Regions from separate parts of the Mus musculus genome. Here regions 1 and 3 are each linked to region 2. Evidence: chromatin contacts called from public HiChIP or PLAC-seq and Micro-C data. All regions are on one chromosome and are shown on one strand. The core of a region is the stretch at or near the end of the contact, and the rest is flanking DNA. Distances in the headings are between cores, read along the strand shown.

The links. Hi-C and Micro-C count contacts between places; a contact is called where the count stands out from the background. HiChIP or PLAC-seq counts read pairs in DNA pulled down with a chosen protein or histone mark.
Region 1: a contact with region 2 is called in an H3K27ac HiChIP or PLAC-seq map of embryonic stem cells, with 5 read pairs. The contact joins two enhancer-like sites. A contact is called at or near these places in 1 of 484 Hi-C or Micro-C datasets (embryonic stem cells), 1 of 115 datasets of contacts at active chromatin or transcription factors (embryonic stem cells) and 3 of 9 other capture datasets (adipose tissue, liver and pancreatic islet).
Region 3: a contact with region 2 is called in a Micro-C map of trophoblast stem cells, with 2.1 times the contacts expected there. The contact joins two enhancer-like sites. A contact is called at or near these places in 30 of 484 Hi-C or Micro-C datasets (the Ba/F3 cell line, the G1E-ER4 cell line, the HL-1 cell line and 22 more), 7 of 115 datasets of contacts at active chromatin or transcription factors (bone marrow-derived dendritic cells, bone marrow-derived macrophages, double positive thymocytes and 4 more) and 1 of 9 other capture datasets (embryonic stem cells).

What each region holds. Positions count from the first base shown.
Region 1 is chr8:18,697,794-18,701,200 of GRCm38.p6, forward strand. The region is part of intron 12 of Mcph1 (microcephaly, primary autosomal recessive 1); the gene reads left to right. It overlaps Angpt2 (angiopoietin 2), which reads right to left. Exons shown (of 9, transcript NM_007426.4): 6 at 1,275-1,376; 7 at 251-417. Among named protein-coding and RNA genes, the nearest start is that of Angpt2, 42 kb to the right of the region's middle. Within about 2 kb of position 1,843, at least 80 of the 459 cell types and tissues checked have an H3K27ac peak or open chromatin away from gene starts, as enhancers often do. A contact at or near this core is called in embryonic stem cells, where this site is marked.
Region 2 is chr8:18,896,747-18,900,107 of GRCm38.p6, forward strand. All of the region lies in intron 1 of Gm35934 (a long non-coding RNA gene), which reads right to left. Among named protein-coding and RNA genes, the nearest start is that of Gm35934, 3.9 kb to the right of the region's middle. Within about 2 kb of position 1,420, at least 35 of the 459 cell types and tissues checked have an H3K27ac peak or open chromatin away from gene starts, as enhancers often do. A contact at or near this core is called in the G1E-ER4 cell line, embryonic stem cells and trophoblast stem cells, where this site is marked.
Region 3 is chr8:18,766,490-18,769,825 of GRCm38.p6, forward strand. The region is part of intron 12 of Mcph1 (microcephaly, primary autosomal recessive 1); the gene reads left to right. Among named protein-coding and RNA genes, the nearest start is that of Angpt2, 27 kb to the left of the region's middle. Within about 2 kb of position 1,417, at least 61 of the 459 cell types and tissues checked have an H3K27ac peak or open chromatin away from gene starts, as enhancers often do. A contact at or near this core is called in the G1E-ER4 cell line and trophoblast stem cells, where this site is marked.

The DNA of each region.
Region 1 (3,407 bases), core at 593-3,092, 200 kb before region 2:
TTTCTGCACATTGTCTAACCACAGGTAGAAAGCTATGATCTGCCTGTCTGTCTCAGTGATCTATCTGTTCATCTTTCAGTCCTAGGGACTGGTTTAGGGTCTTGACCATGCTAGGCAAGTGCTACTCCAGTGAGTTAACATCTCTAGCCAAAGCTAGGATTTTGAAACTAGAGGAACTGAGAGACGGTGATGCCCCCGAGAAGCAGCAGTTCCGTGTGACCCAGTCGTGGCTCCATGACAACTTGCTTACCTGTAGTTGGACTCTTCACCAGCGAGGTAGAAGTGATCATACAGCGAATGCGCCTCGTTGCCTTCCCAGTCCTTCAGCTGGATCTTAAGCACGTAGCGGTGCTGACCGGTCAGCTGGGAGACAAACTCATTGCCCAGCCAGTACTCTCCCAGAGGGCTCCCGAAGCCCTGCAACCGAGAGAGTAGAGTCAGTCAGCTGTTTGTTCTTGTGTTTGGAATCCATCACCTTAGTACCATCTTAGGTGAGAGGATGGTACTCCTAGCCCTGGGCTGTACAAATGCAAGGTCTTGCACACAGAAAAAGATTTTGTTTTTTTTTTATTTAATTTTGAGAGATAGAAGAGGAGTCGTAAATACATGCCACCATGGGCCTGCGATGTCACCAGCACCGTGGATGTTAGCTGTACTCTCTGCCTTATTTGGGGCAGGCTTCCCTTTCACCACTGTGTTATTCTAAGACCAGCTGGCCCACAGGGGTCTGGGGAGTCACTTGTCCTTGTCTCCCCTTGTCATAGGATTACAGATGAGAGCTAATGTGTTCAGCCTTATACGGGTTCTGGGGATTCGAAATCAAGTCCCCACACTTGCCCAGCAAGGATCTTATGCCAGCACAGGAAATAGATTTTCTTTAAGTCAGTTTTAAGGACCTGAGCTGTTCTTAGAAATATAACTGTTACATAGCTAAAGCTACTGGGATAACCATGAACAGAGATGCTGTTGTTGGGAACAGCCAGAACCAACCTGGGTACCATGAACCGTATCCATAGTAGTGACATTTATGCTGTGGAAGCCTGACAACAGAGCAGCTTACCCAGTGTGCTCTGTATTACGTTTCAGTTCCTTTGACTACGATGTTTTTTAAGAGAGAGAGAGAAACGGCTGGGCACAAAGAATCATATCATAAGTAACTTCTTCAGAAGCCATCGGTCAGTTCTGAATTTGTGTTAATTCAAAGTTCTGAAGAACTTGGGAAATTGGCTTTCCCAAAGGAAAGTACTTTCTTATCTTAGTGCATACTTCCTTACCTCTTTGTATTCTTTCCACGTCCTCTGGAAGTCCACACTGCCATCTTCTCGGTGTTGGATGACTGTCCACCCTCCTCCACCCACGTCCATGTCACAGTAGGCCTGCAGGAGAAGCACACAGTTACTGCAGGCTGAACATTGGTGACCCAGGCTGCTACAGCAGCGGTGTGTTCCCAGGGGGCTCTGTGGTAACCAGGGGAGTGAATCGTTGCTGTCAGGTCTTTAGAGTGATTTTAAAATGATGATGATTCACAAGCAGTCAGACCACATGAGTCACTGGTGAAAAGGAACTTCCTGCTCTGGCTGTAGAGTCCCACGCCATAATTGTTTTTGAGAGTGATTCCCTGTACCTGGGAAACTGGCAGATTCTCCTCAAATCCCATATCTTTAGAAAAACACAGACTTGTGTTCATAGCACTGACAACCCTCGATGCTGGCTACACCCTGTGTCCATTAGCTACAAGGTACCAAACTCCCGCCATGTTTTCCTGCTGTTGGGCTTCCTTTGTGCGCAGAGAAAGCCAGTTTCTCCTGCCTGTGAGGGCCTGGGGGGAGGGGTTTCTGCAGCGCCAGCACCATGTGACCCAGCTTGACCAGGCAGCTCTGACACTGGTTTGATTTCAGGCTTCTACATACTTCCTTTGTTGCCTGCGGCATTTTTCCCCAGTATTTCTGCTTTTAAACTGCCTCAGTGGTCTTTAAATTTTTTGCCTGGAACACAAAATTCTTTGGGCTTGAATGTTTAATTTCAACTCAGCTGGAGTTTTATTGTAAAAATTAAAACCCCCTGAAAATAAGATTATATAAATACTTTATGAGATTACAGTAGAACCAAAAGAAAAAAAGTTTTCCAGAAAATAAGATAATTTCCCTAAAGCATACATGGTAGAAATATTAGGCTTCCCAACCAGTTGTGAATATTCTTCCTTTGTTCGGTGCCATGGTCTTTGGAGACCTAGGAGGACCATTTTTGCAGGGTTAACTTTAATATAGCTGCTCTGTGTTTGTGATTTAGAGCTAAAAGAGCCACATGAGCCTCTCACCCTATTTCTTCATATTGCCTATAAGGAACTAAACCCAAAGGAATCCATACTGTCCTCCATGTTGTTGTCCTCTGTCGGACATGGTCCTTGAGACCATCAGTGGACTGCTTTACTGAGAGGCCTCTCTCCACCATTATTCTACCCCCACTCCAAAGGTCCTGGCCTCCTGTTTCCCTCCGCAGTGACTTGGGTTTAGAAAGGCCTGGTGGCATGAAATAGAATCACTGTGTCCTCGGTGTAACTATTCAAAAACACATGACAGACTTGCTGGAGTTCTGGTTATCACAGGACAGATTTGCTGAAGGAACCCCCAGTTGTCACAGTGTATAAAGGGCTGGTTTCTGTAGTTAACCAGTTTGACTCTCTTGTGCGCAACTTGTCAGATATCTCACACAAGTTACCTGCCATGTCACATCACTCTAGAGATGATTGATTTGACACAGGTTCATTTGGTCAGTCACAGGGCCAAAAGGTGAGAGGAATTTGAATATGGTCTCCTTGATTCCTGTGTCATATCTTTTCCATGGCAGCATGCTACTCAAAACAGAGAAATTTGAACCTTTTGATAGGCGGGCAGATTACCACTGAAGTCAGTTCATGAGGAATCCTTCATCTTATTTGCCTGTGATCAACCAGATGACCAGTGCTGCACCGTTTTACACAGTGTCTTATAAAAACCTCACGTGGGGCACTAGGGTAAGGACCCCATGGCTATGCAAACACATTAACTCCCCAGCATCCTGAGTGGCTTGTTGGTAAATGGGAAGAAATGTTTGTAGTGAGCCCACCCTCGTTCTAATATCTGATTCCTTAGTGTTAAAATCTTCACAGTGCACTTAGTTGCCTGATGGTATTTAAAGCAGGCTTTTTTCCTGCCTAGAGGATCATTTTATCTTGTGGGAGTCAAAAGCAAGAGTCCCAACGTTGAGGGTCACTGCTACTATATAAATAAATTACATGAACCATGTTTCTATTCTCTTTGAATCCATTAGGGACCATGACAAAGTTACTAGAACATTCTCAGAATACTTTGTCCAGCTTTTTAAGAAGTGGAGAACAAAGCATTTGTGAGAAACAGAGAATTATGGTT
Region 2 (3,361 bases), core at 170-2,669:
GCTCAGTGGGTAAGAGCACCCGACTGCTCTTCCAAAGGTCCAGAGTTCAAATCCCAGCAACCACATGGTGGCTCACAACCATCTGTAACGAGATCTGACTCCCTCTTTTGGACTGTCTGAAGACAGCTACAGTGTACTTACATATAATCAATAAATAAATCTTAAAAAAAAAAAAAGAGACTAGAGTCACTGAAGTAAAACCTGTGCTTGTCTGGGGCAATGGATGCTCGTCAGCTGGAGCTGAGAAATTAACAGTGACTTAGTTCTTCTGACTAAGAAGAGACTGGTATCAGAGAGGCAAAATCTGGGAAGTGTTTCTTGAGAGTCAGTATGCTGAAGCTATGTTCCAGAGGTAGCCAAGGTTGTACCTCATCTTGGTGGCCCAATTTGGTCATGGAAGAGTTACCCGGGTGGTAGCAATTTTGAAATCATGAAGGAGTCACGGAGAGCACTGTGAGAGACCAGGAAAGGTCATTGGTGAGAGTGCAGCCCAGTTGCGGCAGAAGACCCTAGCATTTTGGAGATGACAGTACCACAGGATGACCACCAAGAACTACAGCCGCGGTGGAGTAGAGCCACAGAGGCTGAGAAGACAAGCTGTGTGTGCTGCAGAGGGTGGAGCTGGAGAAGTGACCGAGCCCTTTGAGGGGCCCCAGAAAATTGTGAGTGAATCCCAGACATTAGACATTAAGTTACTTACACAGTTGGGGAGTGGTTTTGCCTTGGTCTGATTGTGAGTGTGCCCTGGTTCTTCCTTCTCGAAGTAAGAAAGTATTTATCTTTGATTTATCTTTTAAAAGAGACTTTGGACTTCTAAACAGAGTGAGTTTTAAAGTTTCTGTATTTGTTTTTTTGTTTGTTTGCTTTTTGTTTGTTGGTTTGTTTGTTTTTAATACACTGTCACTCTCTTCAGTCACACCAGAAGAGGGTGTCAGATCCCATTACAGATGGTTGTGAGCCACCACGTGGTTGCTAGGAATTGAACTCAGGACCTCTGGAAGAGCAGTCATCAGTGCCCTTAACCACTGCGCCAACTCTCCAGCCCCAAGTTTCTGTATTTGTAAAAAGACAGACTTTTTAAGTTTATGAATGTTTTATATTGTGATATTTATATTGATGTGATCTGTGGTCTTGGGTGAAAAAGAAAGGAAAGGTGGTGACTTAACAGTGACGTTTGTGTCAACTAGACAAGGGATCAGTTGTGCTGGATTATTTAGACACAAGCTATGGTTATCACTTAACTAAGACAAGGAATAAGGGGTTACAGGGCTGTGTGTGCCCTGCAGGCCGTCATCCATAGAGTTACTTAGCCTTGTTTTTGGTCCCAGCCTCCAGAACTGTAAGGTGGAGCTGTCTCTAGTAGACTTGCCCACCTGGTTACTTTGTGACCACAGCTGAGCTGACAAAAGAGCTTCCTGGAGGGAGGGGCTTTCAGCCTTGCCCTCAACACCTGCTGAGACTGGCTTGTGGTGGAATTTCCTTGGACAGTTAACAGGGCAGGCAGGGTGACCCAGGAAAGATTCCCAAAACATTGGGGTCTAGTCTTTCTGTGTCCTGTCACCTAACCTGCCCTTCCCACCAAAAGTCCTAGAGTCCCCAAGAGAGCCTAGAACCTGGAGGTGCCTTGCCTCTCAAGTGGGTGGGAAGGAAGAGATGCTGTAGGTTTTGAAGGTTCCCTCTATCTGTCACATTAGGTCAGATCTCGACTCAGTCACATTCCAATGTGGCTGTCCATCCCTCATCCAAAGGCAACAGAAACCTAAAGGATTTCCCCTACAGTCTTTAGGGCTTCATTCTCTACGGCATCCATAAATCTGCCATTAAGTAAATTGATTATGCTTTTCTCTTGCCAATCTGTAATCTGTCTGTTGTGGTAGGAGTGTTAGTCGGGCCCTTTGTGCTGGAGGAGAAGGCTCCCACCTGCCTCGCCCTCCCCCCACCCCCACCCCTCCCCACCCCTCCGCACCCCTCCCCACCCCTCCCCACCCCTCCCCACCCCTCCGCACCCCTCCCCACCTTGTCTTCTTGTCTTTGTTATTTACACTTGAGTTGGTAAGGTATTTCACCTCAGGGGGAGGGAGCAAGGGAAAGCTGCAGATAAGACCTCTCTCAGTAACTTGCCCAGAAAGTCAGTTTCCCCAAGGCAGTGAATGAAGCCACCTCCCCAAGCCCCACGGCCACCCTGGGGCTGCCACCAGAGGACAGCTAGTATTGAAAGTTTTACAGTCAGCCTGGTAAACACAATGAGTGAGCTACCTTTGGCCATCTCTGGGGAAAGGCCCCTTTGTGGATGTAGAAGCTGTAAACAGCTCCGACTTCCTGTGCGGGAGAGCAGCCAATCACAGAGAACGAGAAATCGGGGCGATCAGGGTCAGAGAGGTGGGCTGCACCAGGAGCTCCTATGGAACGTGCACCATGGAAGAGGGGCTACCCTACTGCAAGGGCTTCCACTGAGGGGGTTCCTTTTGCGACGACTCCAAGACTGGCTTTAGGGTTCAGGACATTTTTCTCCCCCATCCTGTTCATTGTATAGTTCTGTTCTACATTTGGGCTTCGCTTCTAGTTTCCTAGTTGAAGTGGAACACCGACCGGGGATTTGGCACCACCTAGTGGTCATGGAAAAAAGCTGACAGTTGAGTTTTTGAATAGTTCTGAATCCAAGTTCGGAAACAGTGGCTTACACACAAAGATGAAAATACTACACAGCAGAGAGAAGAGCAGACCCTGGGAGCCTCGCCACCACAGTCAATGAGCCCTCCCTTCTGGCGGGCACCTTTGTGGGGAGGGCGCTGCTGCTCCTATCGAGCCAATTCTTCCCTTTTTCTCTCTCTCTCTTTTATGTTTTTTTTTTTTTTTTTTTTTTTTTTGGGACTTTGGGTTTTCTGAGTCAGGGTTTGTTATGTAGCCCAGGTCAAGGTTCACCTTGACCTTGAAATCCTCCTTTCTGTGCTTCGTAAGTGCTGAGATTGAAGGCATGTTCCACGATGACCAAGTTTAGCCCATCTTTCTAAAAAGAAAGCTAGGAGTAGTATTTGCTCGGATCCCTCAGGATAGTTTAGGTCATCGAGTGCTCGTGTGTGTATAAGTGCTACACACACACACACACACACACACACACACACACACACACACACACACGCATATACATTGGAACACACTTAACTTATAATCAGCTCTGCTCCTGATGGTAGAAACTTCCCAGGTCAGCCCACACATCCCTGGTAGCCAAGGAGGGATGGGGTCAGCCTGCTTGTCTCTGATCACCTGATCTATGAGTCTCCCAGCTTCACCTGCTAAGACTGAGGCAGCATTTGAGGACCATAACCTTGCTTCTCGTTACTTATTAAGGTGCTTCTGGCTG
Region 3 (3,336 bases), core at 167-2,666, 130 kb before region 2:
CTGGAGAGCGCCCTTGACAGTGTAAAGCAGAGTTCTCCCTTGAGTGAGGAAGCCTCTGGAAGACCATTTCAGCTTCCCATGCAAGAGAAGAAGATGAAACCTCATCTCTTGCTATTCAGCTGAAGACATTGGGGCATGTAGGTGAAACATGGCTTGTCAGTGACCTCAGGACAGCAGTAGTATCAGCCACCATAATCCATCATCTGAGAAGCATGTGAGAGTGTGACCTTACTGTGGGTGCCCCTCTGCTCTGTAGAACTAAGAGGTAACCAGCACTTGGAGAATGTGGTCAGACTCCTTAGAGACAGCCCCAGCTGTGGCTTACCCATCAAATGTGATTTAGCTTGTGACTTTGCAAAATACAGTGTGTTGTACAAACTCTGCCTGGGGAGATGTGAACAGAAACATATTTATCTCCCAGACAGGCCACCAATCAGGCCCAAGTGATGAGAGGATACCACTCAAGTCCAGCTTGGAGGACCAATAGAATGACTGCCCTTGCTTAAAAGAAATGTGGGTAACCCCAAGTCAGCTACATCCCCAGAAAGTCTCAGTCTAGCATGGATGCTCCATATGGATGACATGTAGCTGCATAGACACATGTGTGGAGCTCTCATACACTCACTTAGCCCTCTGTGTATGCTAGCTACCACTTCCGAAGACCAGGAGACCATGTGCAGCCGGGGCAGAATTAAACAGGCTGGGAGCTAGACACCAGAGGGACAAGTGGAACTCTCAGGTACGGGTCCCATAACCCTTCCCACTGCTTCCTTCTTGTTGGTAATGTCAATGCTAGAACCTTGAGGTTCTCTTGTGAGTGGTCACAATCTCTCTGGTTAAAATAGCTGTTATGCTTGGAGGACAGCATCGCACAGCACGGTGCTTTATGACCGAAAAGCAAAATGCACAATTGCCCCTGCTTAGCTGGGGACAGAGAGAATGGGGTACAGTGCTGCTGGCTTCTAGCTACTTAAGCTATGTATTTTATACCCCACCCCACCCCTGGCCCTATTTAGATGATATTGCGCCACCACGCCCGGCTGATATTTCTCAAAGTAAATACAAGTGGGGCTTTTAAAGGTCTTCATAAAAGCGAAAATGTAAAGAGCTCCTGGGAAATGAGGCTGTCCTTTCAACTTGGCTTCCAACCCACTTCCGCAGTCATATAAATAGGAAGGCCTCTTCCTCGTTTCAATATCTTAAAAAGAAACCTTGATGTTACGTGTTGACCTAAGAGGAATGCCTTCCTCCTAGGGCAGACGGAAGGATATTCTTCAGGAATGCGAAGCTTGTGACAGGAATTATTGATACCTTTGGAATTTTTTCCCAAGTGACTCAGGGCTTCTTCAAACCATTACCTAGGAATTAGTCAGGGACTGCGTGTCGCCGTCCCCAACTGTTTTAAAGCAGAGCTGAGCACAGCGTAAGCGAGAAAGGCGCGAATGTGCCTTTGCGTGGTCTTCCCGCGCTGGGTGACTCTTGTTTTCCTGCACACTTTAATTAGAATGTTTCTACATTTGCCAAAGAAAATGTTGGAATGGAGACAAAACCGTGAAATTATAGGAACAGGGCTTGATGTAATAGCTTATTTGTGAAGGAAGCACAACTTGTTTGGTATTTTATTGAAGCAGGAAGTTCGGAGCCTCAGAACACACAAGCACAACAAATTCTCAGGTGCCGCTTGAGTCATCTGCTGTTGGCAGCGCCACTGGTAGCTTTCCCTGCGCTGACTTTTATCTTCTGGTTTGTTTTTTCTTTTTTGCAGAGTCACGAGGGTCAGGTGGGGTAGGAAATGACACAGAGCTTTAAAAAGATTGTGTAATTTTTTAAAAAAATGTACAGGTTGTGTACATTTTTTAAAGATAAGCTATGAGGATTAAACAGAGCAGGTCGGGCAGCCTCCCCTTAACCATATTGATACTTTTTTTGTACTTATCAACTTACAAAACAAGGAAACGTGAAATAAAATGAGAATCTGCCTGAAATGGTAACTGTCGCTCTGGGGAATCAGGGAATCGTATAGAGACAATCAAGATGAGAAGCGCTGTGGTTTGTTTCTCTGTTTTCTATTGGCTTTTGGCCACGGGAACTGAATGATAGACCCACAGCATTAAAAAGTTTGAGAAATATCTCGGGCTGACTGACACCGTTTTGTTTCATATGCAGAAATCATTGAGTTTCTGTCTTGTTTTTTGTTTCTGTCTGAAAACTCGGGTCTAGATGGTGCTTTGAGATGTGTAAAAATCTCCAGCCACCCTGGCACCACATGGTGGGTGTATTAAATACCTGTGAGTTTTCTGTCAAGTGACTGCTCCTGGTAGCACTTGAGTGAAGTGCTGGGATGGGATCCGATGGAGAGGAGGGAGGGAGGGCGGGGGGGCGGGGATAAGGGAAGGCAGGACCCAGGTCCTATCTGAATTGCTGTGTATCCTGCAGGATGTGAGGCTGGTGACCAGTTCACGGCTAGTAACCAAGCCTGTGTGGAGACAGGTGACAAGGCAGAGTCGTGCCTCAGGAAGGAGCATGCGCAGATCCCACAGATCAGGCATTAACTAACTGCCTAAGGGCTAAGAGCCAGCGCCAGCAGGGTGGGGCTTCATTCACTACCTGGCATGAGGGCACCTTCCTGGTGATACTTGAGAGATTATCTCTCTGCAGGTGAAATGAGCCAATTCAAAGCAAAGTAGGTTATATTAAATGCAGATTTATTGAGACTCTGCTCTCTCATAAAGATAGGTGAGTTCACTGGCCCCCAAGATCTAAGGCCAGGAAAGTCACTATGGAGAAACAGAGGGGGCGGAGCATACACACAGAGAGAGAAGTGGAGAAGAGAGAGGCACCAAATATCCTTTATCTATATAAGATATTATATGCTAATTAGGTATGCTAATTATGTATGCTAATTAGGGACTGAGGGATGCCAGGCAACCTTGGGGCCAGGTCTGCTTTGGTATGTAAAATATGCACCTCAGTCCCTTGTCAGAGTCCAAAACCTTTGTTCTTCATGTATATCCCATTATATATGAGGATCACTGCCTTTTGCTTTCTGTATGCCTGACTCTGCTTTTATTGGTCCTTTAAATGTGTCTTAGAAAACAGACACCATCAAATTCCACCCTGCTGCTAAATTTCCTCTTGTTGGCAGGTTCAAGGTCATGCCAGAGTATGTGGCATTTGAAGTGCTTTCTGACCCTGCTCTCTGCCAGTTACAGCTCTTCCCTTCTTTCTCCCTACCCACACTAGAGCCAGCCTGCCCTCCCACAAACCATAGCTTCTTAGTCTCTATCGTGAACCTTGCCCTGCCTGTCCCTCTGTACATGTGCATGCCTATCATAC